Linked DNA regions of Mus musculus: regions 2 and 3 are each linked to region 1. Evidence: chromatin contacts called from public HiCAR-type and HiChIP or PLAC-seq data. All regions are on one chromosome and are shown on one strand. Each heading gives the region's core, a stretch centred on a gene start, on an enhancer-like site or on the middle of the called end of the contact. The rest is flanking DNA. Distances are from core to core; before and after follow the strand shown.

Region 1 (4,811 bases), core at 957-3,456:
AGGCCTGTGTTCTTTAACTGTGTCCTAAAGATCTGCCAACAAATTCTAACTCACTAAAAGAAGACAGAAGCGAAACAGGTTAAACGTCATTGTTTAGGGTCCAGTGAGATGCCTGGAACTGTAAAAGTGACCACTGCCAAGGCCAGAGACATGAGTCTGATTCCTGGGACTTCCATGGGGGAAGAAGATAATTCCCCCCCAATAAATATATAAAGTGTAATTTAAAATTTTAATGCCTTTGTTTCAAATTTCAAGACACCACCCAGCAGGCCGCCCTCCTCTTTTCATCAATCACAGAGTCCCCCCTCCCTTTCCTTCTGCCATTGCTTCTGCTAGGACTGGCAGAAATCCTAGGACCCCTAATTCTAAAAACCCAAGGAGACCCTGCACTTCTCTCATGGCATATCAAGCCATGAGCTTCCCTTAGCCTGAGACTATTAAACACATCAATTTTTATCTTAGCTTAGGGCAAGTTATGAAGAAGGAAGACATTTGGCATTTGTTCTCTCTGATCAGTTGAAACTGGTATGCAGAACTGGGGTCACCCCACTCTTGGGAGGCTATTATTTATTCATCAATTAGCAGGATTCCCCAAATACAGAACATACTCAGTATACATTCTCAATGTAAATTCGGGAAAGGAATGGGGGAGACTGAAAATAATACAACAGGCACTTTATCAGAGTCAATCTCTTGACTCTGACATTCCCCTATCTGGCTATAGCTTGAAAGCATTGTCGATTTAAGCTTTATGGACTAGGCCTCAGTCCTTCCCGCAGAGCACAGCCAGAGAATGCTTTGGCTTCACAAGAACTTAGCAAACGCCTGGGCTTAGGGAGGTTTCACAGACACTTCTCCTAGAAGAGAAAGCATCGTCGTTTTGAAGTTCAAGCAAAGCATGGTGTTCCCACCAAAAGAAGAACCAGAAGACTTTGCACTTAAGCTGGCCCATGGTTGACCTCCATTAACCCCACCCCATTCTGCTTGCTCTCCTCCTCTCTTCAGAAGAGAAAGCCTGGGTCATAGCTGAGTCTGTTCGGGCACTGTATGTCCTTTTACTTATTTTCTCACACCAACCTTGAAAATTCCCTATTAGTTTTCCTCGTCAGTGAGTCCTTCTGTGTAAGTGTGTCTGTTTTATACTGCCTCAACCAAAGCAGCTTTCTCAGGGGCTCCACCACCCAACAGATATATGCCCAAAGGGTCTGGATGCGCTGAGCTTTCCTCCAGGGGTGGGTGACATGAAGGGAAACGGACCCAAGTACTATTTGGAAACAAAGTACTTGTTTCCTTTAAAGTCAGATTTTGCAAACAAGAATAACCTTGAAAAAGACCTTCAGATCGCGCTCAGGAACTTGGCCAACCACTTACTGCTCCCCTCCGCCTTCCTACATAGGCTATTTATGCTGCAGGAGGGAGCCCCTGCACCCCACAATTCTGCTGTCCTCTTTGAGTACAGGAAAGCCGAGGGCTGGGTCAGGTGAGTCTCTGAGAACTAAAGGTCTTCTTTCTTCTCCTTGGTGAGCAGGGTCACCTCAACAGAGTGCTTCTCGGTCCCTCTGGGGCTACCTCTGTGGCTGTAACTTGAGCCTCTCCAAAGAATTCTTACCTGTTCTGGAGTTTCTTAGGGTCCGCGCTCCCCAACAACCTGGACCTACCTGTCAGCAGAACTATCCAGCAATTCCCACCCTAGAACCTTAGGGCAGCAATGGGGCTGCACTGGCCATTAATGGCCATCATTCATTTTTAATCAGAAAGATCACAAGAAAGATGGTAAGCGGAACCCGGTCCGAGTCAATTTAAATAATATTCCCGGGGAAATCCAATCACTTAAAACTGAGACACCTACGCTAGTGAGAGAGCGCGCCCCGCCCGTCTGGCGAGGAAGAGCGCGCCGGCTGAATTAATCAAGATCAAGGGGCTCCGGGGCTGAGAGCTCAGCCTTAACCCTTCCAGCGCCGCGGGGTACCCAGGTGCCGGAAGAAGAGCGCGGCGGGCAACGGCCGAGATGCCCAGAGAGACCCAGCGCAGGCCGGCTCTGTTCATCTCCGCGGCTCCGCACGCTTCTCCCGGGACCCTGGCGCCCAGGCGCTACGGCTCGAGGTCACAGGCTCCCGAGGCGGCGACAGCGGTGAGCAGCAGCCGCCTCCCGCAGCCTCGGCGCGCCCCGGGCTCCTCCTCCCGCCCCAGCGTGGCCAAGTGAGCACCGCTCGGGCCGCAGGTAGCCGGGGCGCGGGAGGCGGCGCGCGCGGGACCCATCGCAGCGCCGGGGCCAGACGGAGCTCCGAGCCTCGCGGTCCCGGACGCCAGCGGAGATCTGCGCCGGCCATGTGGGGTCCCGGGGTCACCGCCGAGGGCCTGTCGGTGGCTCCAGCGCCACCGCCGCTGCTGCCGCTGCTGCTGCTGTTGGCGCTGGCGTTGGTGGCGCCCTCGCGGGGCGGCGGGGGCTGCGCGGAGCTGGCGTGCGGTGAGCGGGAGCGCTGCTGCGACTCGGCCAACGCCACGGCCGTGCGCTGCTGCAAGCTGCCGCTCCACGCCTTTCTGGACAACGTGGGCTGGTTCGTCCGCAAGCTCTCTGGGCTGCTCATCCTGCTGGTGCTCTTCGCCATCGGCTACTTCCTGCAGCGCATCATCTGCCCCAGCCCACGCAGGTACCCGCGTGGCCAGGCGCGACCTGGCCAGGCACGACCCGGGCCTCCCGGGGGTGCGGGACCGCCGGGGACGGCGGGGCCACCCGACGACGACGACGACTCGCCCGCTCTGCTGCGCGACGAGGTGGCCGCGGGCTCGCAGGACTCACTGTTGGATAGTGGCGGTGGTCGGGGCCGAGGAAGTGGCGGACGCCTGCCTCCCTCCTGCGTTTCGGAGCACGAGCTGCACGTGGTGTCACCGGTGTTTCTCCAGCTGCCCAGCTACGAGGAGGTCAAGTACCTGCCCACCTATGAGGAGTCCATGCGGCTGCAGCAGCTCAGCCCAGCGGAGGTCGTGCTGCCCGTGTCGGTGCTCGGCCGCCCGCGAGGCGGCAGTGCCGGGGACTCCGACGGCGGCCAGGTCCGTTTCCCGCTCATCTGAGTTCAGGGAGCCTCATGGGGATCGCCCGGATCCTACAAGGTTGGGGGCTGCGGGTGGCACGCAACAGCTGGTGTGTTGGCGGCCGCCACTGACTGCCTCTGACCACACCTAGCATCCCCGTACAACCTGTAGCCCCGCGCCTGGGTTGGGGTCAGTCCCCTCCCTCTCGCTTCCCGGGGAATCTGTGGTTTTCTATGTTTCTTTGGGCTCAAGGCTGGGCAGCTCGGCGGGGCAATGGCTTAGGACTAGCCCCCAGCTCTTCTTGGACGGTCGTCCCCGCCCTCTGCCATGCCTCCCCTTGTGTTCACTGTAAGTGCCTGCTTCTCCAATCCAAAAGAACAGGTAAACCGTTTGGTGTGTTTAGAGACCAGCGGCTTGCTTTACTGTTGTTAAAAGGGAAGGAGCATAGGTCCATTCCTTGCTCTCCTGCTTGGACCGGTCACGGTCTCCCAGGACATAATGGTGAGGAGCCTTTGGCTCTGGACCACGACCAGTGACTGCTGCATGCAGTCTGTAGAAGCAGCGCTTGACTGTGATGCGATCCCTTGAAAAGGACCCAGAAAACCCTTTGGTGTCTTCCTGGCTCACAGTTTTGTTGGGGAAGGGGTACCATGATGGATGGCTTAGTGGCTGCATCTGTTCAAGATGTCCAGACCGTATTTGTAATGTGGTACCAGCGGACTTTGATTTTTCAGTATGTAGACTGTTTATCTTTGTCCTTTATTTTTATATTTTGTCATGCATTAGACAGTTCAACAAATTGACAAGATAATCAGTTTTGTTTTAGGCCAGTTACTGTCAAGAAATCGCCCACGTGCTGTCACTGTTTAATACAGTGTTGGACATCATTTCATTAAGCGGAGGTCAGGGTCAAGCAGGAAATGTGACATAAAAACATGAAGGATATCTTATTTTCACTATTTGAGAATATATTTTATTTTTAGTACTGAAGCATAATACATAACTTTTTATAATAACTGTGTACATTATGTAGCCTGGCTCTGAACTGTATCATTCATCATGGAATCATGTAAAAGGAATATATATATATATATACCACACCATGTAGCAAGATGGCTTGCCTGTATTTCCTTCTCTATTTTTCATCTGAGATACATTCTGCAATGTGATTCTAAACATAAAAATGGACTAGTAACTTTCATTTAAGTCTGAAACTTTTCAGTAATGTCCAAAGATGGATTCACCCAACCTATGTTTATTAAAATTAAGTGGTATCATTTTACTAGATTTACCATTCTGGGACATTCCCTTTAAGGAAAGGGTAATAAGACACATTTTAATGCATCATGTATAATGTACATATGGTAATGTCTGTGTACACTATATACATTGTATGCCATATAGCTGTGGTGGCTTACGGCTAGCATGGGAGGAAAGGGTGGCAAGAAGTCCAGCTTCCTCTGGAGAAGCGTGAAGTATACCAGTTGTCAAGAAAGATTACCCACATGGGTCTATGATTGAAGAAGCTGGGTGGGCCCAAGAAATCTCCAATTAGCTGGTTTGGATTTTTTAAAATGATTTGATTACTTTTAACTTTTAAAGGGTGATTGAAAAAGTCTGATGTCCTGGGAACTTTTTTAATGTATGGATTATAATAAAAAGAATGGTTTGCTTTAAACTTCTCAAAGCTAATGACCCTGTCATTAAAGAAAATCATCTGAAGTGTATTAAAGCAGAAAAACAGTAAACTATTTCTCTGTGCATTTTTATTTCTTTTT
Region 2 (4,811 bases), core at 1,417-3,916, 39 kb before region 1:
TAACAATGACACAATACAGTTCCCATGCTTGCAGCCATGTTGGGGAAGCAAACAGACTAATGTCTGTCTTATAGATGGATGTACTTATGCCAGCTAACCAGGAATTAGAGAGCCAAGATTAGAAGCTGAGTCCCAATTATTCCATTCCATTAGCTACATATGTTCTACAGTATGTATGTGAAAGTTCAAAGGTGTGTTTGTATGTAAGTGTATTTTGTTGAATGAGAGTAATGTGTTACCTCTGTAACTTCTGGATTTTCTGAATGGTATTAACATAGATATTGAGACTTTTGCAATTTTAACCTACCTTGATAGTTGGAATGTCTGGGTTCATGTGGGTAGCCACTGTGTGCTCTTGTGTGATGCGGACCATTCATTTCCACAGTCTCATTTATGACTCATGGGTTTGCGTGGGTTTGAAAAGCAAAATCCAAAGCAAGAGGAACAGGAAAAGATTTCTTTCTATATTTAAATATAAATAATAGAAAGAGGCTGAGCTAAGTTATAAATATCAGAAGCAAAATGTTCTCTGTAAGATCCGTGGCGCTAGCATCACCGCAGCCTAAGAAATGTCACTATTTAAACTCTGCTTTGGAAACCCTGATCATTGTCAATATGAATGCCTTTTGGTGTTGTTATTACAGCAAGTCATTTTCCTGAAGATTTCCAGGCTCACAGCTGGTTTTATAAACCTCAGGAATTCCATGTGTGTTGTTGTTGTATGTTTATCATGGTTTAGGGAGAGTGGATCTATCACGGGGTTCACTTTCACAGCAAATGTGCACACATACTGATGATTACACTGAACAGTTCTTACAATGAGAGGAAAAATATTCAAGGTATAAGTTATCTTCCTGATTAGCCCCCCCCCCCACACACACACACATTGATAAAAACATTAAATGACAGGTCTGAGACAAGAATCTGGGAAATTTGACGACATCCACCGTGTTGATGTAATTTCATTGCAGTACTTTCAAATTTTAATGAAGTTAAGCCATTAAATTTGCTTTTAGACACTGTCTAACTTGTTGGAGGGGGGGATGGCGTAATCTGAGAGAGAAAACACCACAATCATATACAAATGCTGAAATCGGCTTTTCTTTCAAAAAAATGAAAGAAAATACTTGCTTACAGCAAAATACTTCTCATCACCTCTTGTTTGGTTCCAACGTGCAGAGTCATCTTGCTTCTAAAATGGGATGGGGGGCTTTTGACAGAGAGAAACCTCCTTCATTCTTGAGTTTGAGCCTTTCGGAACTCGATGCTTAGTGCTCAGCTGTGTCTTCAATGCTTTTAGGTTTTCACAGAATATGAGTAGGTGACAAACACTCATTTGTAGACTGCACAAGGGGTGACTCTATTAGTCATTCTGCCATATACAGTGATAAAACAGAAGTGGCCTCTCTTCATAAAGATGCTCTCAGAAGGCTGTGTTTGGGCCCTGCGTGCATTAGAGAGGCAGTTGGTATCAAGTTAGAGAATAAAGAGAAAGCTCATTTGCCAATGGACATCTAGCTTTGTTATCTGTTTTTCAAGTCTGATTTATCAAATTTAAGCCAAACAAAAGCTAATCACCTGTGTTAGGAAACATTCGATCACCTTGAAGATTAACACTAACACACTAGCCGGTCTGTTACTGATCATATGCATTATTTATATAAGTCATTATATAGAGAGAGTAAAAAAGCACACACCCGTATGAAAGCATAAATTATCATAACATGCAAGAGAGCACAGCTTCAAGCGTATGCGTATCAGCACTCTGTTGTTGACAGCTGGGTAACAAGGAGCTCGGCTGCTCCAGAGATTCAAGAGAAGGCAGATTCCAGAAGTCAGACACACCAGGTCTGAAGTTCAGACTGCAGGTCACTGCGTGGACAGAGCAGGAACCACAAATCAGATTCTAGGGTAAATTTCTCATTTTTGTTAGTTTGTTTTTGTTATTTGTTTTTTTATTAGGTATTTATTTCATTTACATTTCCAATGCTATCCCAAAAGTCTCCCACCTGCTCCCCCACCCACTCCCACTTCTTGGCCCTGGCGTTCCCCTGTACTGAGGCAGATAAAGTTTGCACGACCAATGGGCCTCTCTTTCCACTGATGGCCGACTAGGCCATCTTCTGATACATATGCAGCTAGAGTCAAGAGCTCCGGGTACTGGTTAGTTCATAATGTTGTTCTACCTATAGGGTTGCAGATCCCTTTAGCTCCTTGGGTACTTTCTCTAGCTCCTCCATTGGGGGCCCTGTGACCCATCCAATAGCTGACTGTGATCATCCACTTCTGTGTTTGCTAGGCCCCGGCATAGTCTCACAAGAGACAGCTATATCAGGGTCCTTTCAGCAAAATCTTGCTAGTGTATGCAATGGTGTCAGCGTTTGGAGGATGATTATGGGAGTTCCCGCTAAGATGGGAAATCTCAAGTCCACGCTCCTTTTGCTGCCACATTGGTTTATGATACCCAAATCAACTTGTTACAAGGAAAGATGGAGTTAGGAATTACAGCTGTCCCCCCACATCCTTCTAAGCTCAGTTCCTCCTCTTGGCTGGTTACAAATGGGTGAATTTAAAGATTCATGGGCACAGGTGATGATGCTTAAAGGTCAGGAGATAAGCAGTCCACCCACGTGTGTGGTGGAGCCATGGTGCCTCATAGTTCAGCTTGTAGGAGCCTGAAGTGGTTGCTATAGAAATGTGGTCATATAGCTGGGACAGTTGAGTTCTTCCTAGAACCTGGGTTTCAAAGTCCATACAAACAAAGAAGACTTTCCTTGGTGCGTGGTGTTTATAAGGCAGCTACTTAACCTGTGTGATTGATGTGGCTAGCTACCTCTGGCAGCCTGGGTGGGAGGAAGACGCTGCTGCTGTTGCTGCTGCTGCTGCTGCTGCTGCTGCTGCTGCTGCTGCTGCTGATGATGATGATGATGATGATGATGATGATGATGATGAAGGCCTGGACATGCTCAGTATGATGGAGTGTCAGGACACTGGATACTAGGGGTGTTGGGGATTGCCCACGGACAAGCCTTAGTCTCTATGGACACTCCATTCTTTCCACTGTAACTGGAGTTAGAGCAGGGCTCGCTGCAGATCTGAGGGGAGGGCAGGAGCTGAGATCAAACATGAAGACAAATGAGATGGGTGTTAGAGTTCCAGGGAGGTGGAACAAATCCATTATGCAGAAATCCAAACTGCTGAGAAGGCTTCTAAACCAAAGCTACAGGATAGCTCAAGAATCAAATGTCCGGTGGGCAAAGGGCAGACAGAAGCAAGCAGATGGACCAAGACAGCATTTCTGAGAAAGATCCTATGTCTGATCCAAGGATCGTGTCACCACAGCAAGCTCATCTTTTGCAGCACGGAGAGAAAGTTACTCTTCAGAGCCATTTCCATCCATTTCTATTAGAGCTAGACACCTTGAGCATTTTCTGGGCCAGTCCTTCATTGTATGCAATGCAGTTGAAATCCTGAAAGACTTAGGGCACAAATAGTAAGGACAGACCTGGGACGGTACCTCACCCTTCCTGGTGTCCTTGGTCAGTGTTCTGTCCATTCCACAGACACGGGGTGGAAGTGGAACAGACCTTTAATCCCAGCACTCGGGAGGCAGAGGCAGGCAAATCTCTGGGTTTGAGGCAAGCCCGGTCTACAGAGCTAGTTCTAAGACAGCCATTTCATGGGCTTCTTGTAGCCACACAATATTTTAAAGGACTGTTTCTCTGGAGTGTCAGCTAGCAGAGTAGCAGGAATTCATAATTCCACACTTAAACAGCAAGAGATTGGCTGAAGAGATATTTGATATCTACTAACGATAATTTATATTAGGTTCTGGAAAGTTAGGTGTATGATCTAGGATGTGTTAGGAAAATGTTCCACAAAAAGTTATAGCTATCTGAAATGAATAGGAGCTGGCAGGTCTCACCTGACTGTACATCTGAAGTTGGCCAACTGTTGGCAGTGCCTTATGCTTTGTGGGATTTATAGGTTCTGATTCCTCAAATTATCCTCCTGGTCACAAGAAGGCTGCCTACCTGCAAACTCACATCCAAACAGGAATCGTGTGACATGATCACCCTTAGCTACAAAGCAAGCCAGGCAAGCAAGTATTTAGGCTTTCCACGATGCCCAATAGATCTATGTAAAGGGAGAAAGCATTTAGAACAGGTGTTGGGTTAGGCAATATCTAAACCTGGGGAGACAGATATCACATATACTGCTGTCCCATCCCTGAGGGAGACATTACTAATCCACCAGAACAATCTTTTTCACTCAGCTTGAATATGATCTTAAAACTCTTCCACACAGTTATCCAAGCAAGTTCTACTAAATAAGAAAAGCTGGCTTATGAGATAAAACCCAAAGGCTGCCATTGTTACTTTTGGCTCTCCGTGAGGCTTTAAGATACCATGATAAACCTCTCTTAGGTCCTGAGTTCAATTCCCAGCAACCACATGGTGGTTCACAACCATCTGTAATGGGATCTGATGCCCTCTTCTGGTGTGTCTGAAGACAGCTACAGTGTACTCACATACATAAAATAAATAAATAAATAAATCTTTAAAAAGCAACAACTATCTTAGGGTTTTAATTGCCATGACCCAAATATCAAGTTAGGGAGGAAGGGTTCATTTGTCTTATACTTCCACAGAGTTGTTCATCATTGAAGAAACCCCAACAAGACAGGATCCTGGAGGTGGGATGCTGGAGATGGGAGATAACGCAGAAGGGGAGTGGTGCTGACTGGCTTGCTCCTCATGGTTTGCTCGGCCTTCTTATCGAATCTGAGGATCACCAGCCCAGGGATGTCA
Region 3 (4,811 bases), core at 1,135-3,634, 36 kb after region 1:
GTAAGGTTGGCTGAACTACAGCGAAAATTCAAGTCTCAGCCTCAGAGTGTGTCGACAGTTAAAGTAAGGGCTCTAATTGGCAAAGAATGGGATCCTACAACATGGGATGGGGATGTGTGGGAAGACCATGTTGAAGCTGAAAATTTTGAATCCTCAGATTCTCAAGGGTTTGCCCCACCTGAGGAAGTAGTACCCTCAGCCCCACCTCTTGAAATAATGCCTTCCCCACATGAGGAAATTAATTTTGCAGAGTCTGCTCACGGCCCACCAATAGTTTCTTCTAGACCTGTAACCAGACTCAAAGCAAAACAGGCTCCTAGAGGGGAGGTAGAAAGTGTAGTCCATGAGGAAATTCGCTACACTACTAAGGAGCTTAATGAGTTTGCTAATTCATTCAAGCAGAAACCTGGTGAATATGTGTGGGAATGGATTTTAAGGGTGTGGGATAAGGGTGGAAGGAACATAAAACTAGAGCAGGCTGAGTTTATTGACATGGGTCCTCTGAGTAGAGATTCTAGGTTTAATACGGAAGCTCGCATAGTTAAAAAAGGTGTCAAAAGTTTGTTTGGTTGGTTGGTTGGTTTGAGACAGGGTTTCTCTGTGTAGCCCTGGCTGTCCTGAAACTCACTCTGTTTCACGATCGATTCCAGGGGCACATGGACACTGGCCAAGGAGAGCTCTGGGCCTTTCTGAGGGCTGCCTTGGGACTGGAAGAGAGGGCTTCCGGGCCCAGTGGAGAAGGGCAGGAGAGGTCTGGCTGGGGCAGAGGCAGGCAGCAGCGGGGAGGCAGTGGGCCCAGGAGAGAAGCAAGAAACAGGTTTCACCAAGCCTGAGGTTACTTTGGCCTCTTCCAGAAGCTGATCAAGGGCATCTAGGCGGTGCGAGGTGCTGGAGCTGGGGTATTCTGGACCTTTGGGCTCAGCCTTTGGAGCCAAGGCTGGGGCAGGTCCAGAAGAGAACATGAAGGAGCCATGCCTTGTGAAGAGGTAATCCAATTTCCCCATGGTAATCTGGATCTATCACCCCTCCTAACACTGTTATTCCTTTTTTAGCCTGTTGGTTTAAGGGCATTAGAAGCCCAAAATGACCAGGGGGAAGTCTGAGCTTCCAGTTCAATGGAATGTTTGTTGTAGCTCCTGGTAGGAGCACTCCCCTCTCTGGAGCCAAAACTTCTAAGCCAGCAGAACCTAGAGTTATGGGGACAGGAAGCAAAAATTTTCCTAGAGGGTCACTAGGGGTGATAGTAAGTGGAACTATTCCATTTTCCACCCCTTGATTCCTGGACCCATGAATTCGACAAACTTTTGACACCTTTTTTAACTATGCGAGCTTCCGTATTAAACCTAGAATCTCTACTCAGAGGACCCATGTCAATAAACTCAGCCTGCTCTAGTTTTATGTTCCTTCCACCCTTATCCCACACCCTTAAAATCCATTCCCACACATATTCACCAGGTTTCTGCTTGAATGAATTAGCAAACTCATTAAGCTCCTTAGTAGTGTAGCGAATTTCCTCATGGACTACACTTTCTACCTCCCCTCTAGGAGCCTGTTTTGCTTTGAGTCTGGTTACAGGTCTAGAAGAAACTATTGGTGGGCCGTGAGCAGACTCTGCAAAATTAATTTCCTCATGTGGGGAAGGCATTATTTCAAGAGGTGGGGCTGAGGGTACTACTTCCTCAGGTGGGGCAAACAATATAAACATATGAGTATAACTCAGCAATACCACAAATGGTAATGCCAAAATGAAGAAACATGATTTCTTATAAAACATATCAACATATGCTGTATTTTGTTCTGGTGGTTTGAGTGAGAATAGCCCCCAAAGGATCATAGATTTGAATGCTTAGTCACCAGGGAGTATCACTATTGAAAAGATTAGGAGGTACGGCTAGTTGGGGTAGGTGTGGCCTTGTTAGAGTAAATGTGCCACTGGGGTTGGGCCTTGAGGTTTCAAGAGCCCAAGCCAGGCCCAGTGGCTTGCTCTCACAGTTGCCTGTGGATCTGGACATAGAACTCTCAGTTATTTCTCCCATACCATAGCTGCCTGTGTAACACCATGTTCCATGCCATGATGAGGATGGACTAAACCTCTGAACTGTAAGCAATCCCCAATTAAATGCTTTCTTTATAGGAGTTGCTGTGGCCATGGACTAGCAGAGTCTCTTATTTTGTACAACACTAAGTCTTTCAGAGAACAATGAATCAAGCAGATGGGGACTGATGTGAGAAAGAAAAGGCAAGGATTGAGTAGCAGAGGCTCTGAGGGTTGAGTGGTGGGGGCCAAGGTGCCTTCTTCCTTCTAGCCTCTACCCACCTGAGCCTCTGATCCTGCTGAGCTGTGTGTCAGTGGGGACTCTGCTGAATCACACTACTGGCACCTTACAGTAAATGATGGGCTGGGAAACCTTGCTTGCAAAAGTGAAAGCAGAAGTCATAGGCAGCCACTCTGTATTGGGGCTTTTAAAAAATTCTGGGGAAGTAATTTGGTATGCAAACATCAATACATTTAATTATGCAGAGAAGACAATGTAATATCTAATCCTGTATTCAGGGGTTAGGCCCGAGTATTCTCTACATTACTGTCATTATGACAATAAAGCATGCATTAATTATTTGAAGAGTAATGGCTAAAAGTAAACATTTACATATGTGCTATTTTAAGTACTCTCTAAATGCACACACACTGGGTAAAAAATGTTTCTCTACCACATTTAGGAGGGAACTTACTTCAAATTATATAAGGGTTTTGGGAACAGTATGTCTCTAGTTTTAAAATGGTTTGGCAACCAAACAAATGTGACATTAGATTCTAGGGCTGGAATAAGTCCATGTATTTTAAATAGGAAAAAGTTATATAAAAAGATATGATAACTTCCAAATATGATTTTTTGCATAACTTGAATAAATCAAAAGCCCTTTATATAACTGGCAGTAGATTAGAAATTATTTTACTAACACTTATACACAATATTAGTGTATACCTGGAGCTTTCATTTCTGATTCTCCTGAGTTTCTCAGACAACAGTAACACTGAATGTACAAATAGACACCAAACAGATAAACTACCTACCTACATGTCTCTAGTCTGCATTCTACCAGGTTGCAGGCATTCTCCAAAAACAAATATGAAATATAGAAAGACAACCAGCCAAAGCATGGCTTCCAAGCAGAGTAACACATGAATGAATTAAAAGCCACCCCCTTCTAGAAGCTTTAAACAGAGGTAGAGTTCAGGGACCTTAAAAGCAATCTAGTGTGTCATTCAACACTTCCTTCCACCATTCTAAAAGTAAGGTATCTAACAGTGACCATCAACACTTGCCAATATCAGAAAACCACAGATGATCAGTCATCCTGGAAATATACATACCACAAGCTACAGTAGTTACGTTCCCTCTCCCTAGCCCCCAATTAAACCTGTAAGGACCTAGGTTTAGGATGAATTTGTAGCTAATTCAGGAGACAGACACCATAAGGATGTAATCAACAATGTCGAGATGATAGGAAGTCCTACAGGTCCAGTTCCTTCAGTGGGAAAATTATAAGCAAACACAAAAAGAAACAGGATGTCTAAGAATGTATCAACTAATCACAAAATATGAGTCTTCTATGGATCACAGTTCAAACCATAAAAATGCTCATTAGATAACAGAGAAACAGGAACACTGTATAATTGCTGATTATTTTTAAGTATGGTTATGGTATTATGGCAGCTAAAATCTTTTGGAGAGATACATTTAAATTCTCACAGATAAAACGTGATAATTGTAGTCTGCTTTAAAATAAATGGTAGGAGGAGGGAGGGCATGGAGACTGTAATAACTGCTCACTGCTGAGGCTGACTGATGGTCACCTCACACTATTTATTATGTGCTTTTCCATAACAAGGTCTTTTTTAACTTCATCCTTTTGGTTCTTCCTAACGTATTTTGCTGAATATTCTTTTTCCCCCTTGCACATACTAGGCAAGCATTCTAGAAACCAAATGCTACTCCAAAGCCTAGTCTTTTGTGTGTGCGAGCATGTGTATGTGTGTGTCTGTGTTTAAGCCAGAAGGTAATGCTGGGTGTCACCTTCAATTAGTTTCCACTTTACTTTTTAAAACGTTTTTTATAATTAATTAAATTTGTTCATTGACATTCTTATATATGTATAAAGGGCATTCTTATTATTATCATCTCTCACTCTCTCATCTCCCTCCCCATCCCTGTTATTCATCCTATAAATCTCTTTCGCACATTCATGTCTCTGTGTGTGTGTTAAGTGACACAATGAATTCAACCAGGGCCCTCTGTGTTACCATGGTAGAAAATTATTCAATGACTCCTCATATCCCAGAATCTATCAGTAACATATATTACAGCAAGCAGGGGTAGGGCCACGGGACGCCCTCCCCAGCCATAACTGATGGCTGGCAGGGTAAGTTTTGAGCAGGTAACCACAGCTGCTGTGAGTTCAAGACTACATTGACTGTCACACCCAGACGAGCACATTTAGAAGCCGTTCTCTTATCTTCTGGCTCTTACTTTCTTTCTGTTCCCTCTTCTGAGCTGTTCCCCAAGCCTTAGAGGGATGTTGTTATAAGTATCTGATTAGGTCTGAGCACTCATCTGTCTCTATACCTTTCCTTTTAAAAAGGGTTCTCATTGAACCTGGAGCTTGACAATTCAGATAAATTGGCTGGCCAGGAAACCCTAGTGGTCCTTCTGTCTCCACCCTCCCAGCACTGGGATTACAGGTACGCTGCTGTACCCAGCTTTTTATATGGGTGCTTGGAATGCAAATAAGATCCTTAAATGATGAAATGG

Evidence for each region. HiChIP or PLAC-seq counts read pairs in DNA pulled down with a chosen protein or histone mark. HiCAR-type assays count read pairs that join an accessible place to other places.
Region 2: a contact with region 1 is called in a HiCAR-type map of Th17 cells, with 2.6 times the contacts expected there. The contact joins the enhancer-like site here to the promoter of 1110032F04Rik in region 1. A contact is called at or near these places in 6 of 484 Hi-C or Micro-C datasets (Th2 cells, cerebral cortex, cortical neurons and 2 more), 9 of 115 datasets of contacts at active chromatin or transcription factors (CD8 T cells, SST interneurons, Th17 cells and 3 more) and 3 of 9 other capture datasets (adipose tissue, liver and pancreatic islet).
Region 3: a CTCF HiChIP or PLAC-seq map of CD8 T cells shows a contact between it and region 1, with 11 read pairs. The contact joins the enhancer-like site here to the promoter of 1110032F04Rik in region 1. A contact is called at or near these places in 1 of 39 promoter capture datasets (embryonic stem cells), 2 of 15 datasets of contacts at CTCF or cohesin (CD8 T cells and the NIH/3T3 cell line), 3 of 484 Hi-C or Micro-C datasets (cerebral cortex, embryonic stem cells and epidermal suprabasal cells), 4 of 115 datasets of contacts at active chromatin or transcription factors (CD8 T cells and embryonic stem cells) and 3 of 9 other capture datasets (adipose tissue, liver and pancreatic islet).

What each region holds. Positions count from the first base shown.
Region 1 is chr3:68,867,380-68,872,190 of GRCm38.p6, forward strand. It overlaps 1110032F04Rik (RIKEN cDNA 1110032F04 gene), which reads left to right and starts at 2,207. Exons shown (of 1, transcript NM_001167996.1): 1 at 2,207-4,784. The coding sequence starts at 2,329. The coding sequence ends at 3,072.
Region 2 is chr3:68,827,440-68,832,250 of GRCm38.p6, forward strand. No RefSeq gene overlaps it. Among named protein-coding and RNA genes, the nearest start is that of 1110032F04Rik, 40 kb to the right of the region's middle. Within about 2 kb of position 2,667, at least 6 of the 459 cell types and tissues checked have an H3K27ac peak or open chromatin away from gene starts, as enhancers often do. A contact at or near this core is called in Th17 cells, where this site is marked.
Region 3 is chr3:68,903,182-68,907,992 of GRCm38.p6, forward strand. The region is part of intron 18 of Ift80 (intraflagellar transport 80); the gene reads right to left. Among named protein-coding and RNA genes, the nearest start is that of 1110032F04Rik, 36 kb to the left of the region's middle. Within about 2 kb of position 2,385, at least 39 of the 459 cell types and tissues checked have an H3K27ac peak or open chromatin away from gene starts, as enhancers often do. A contact at or near this core is called in CD8 T cells and cerebral cortex, where this site is marked.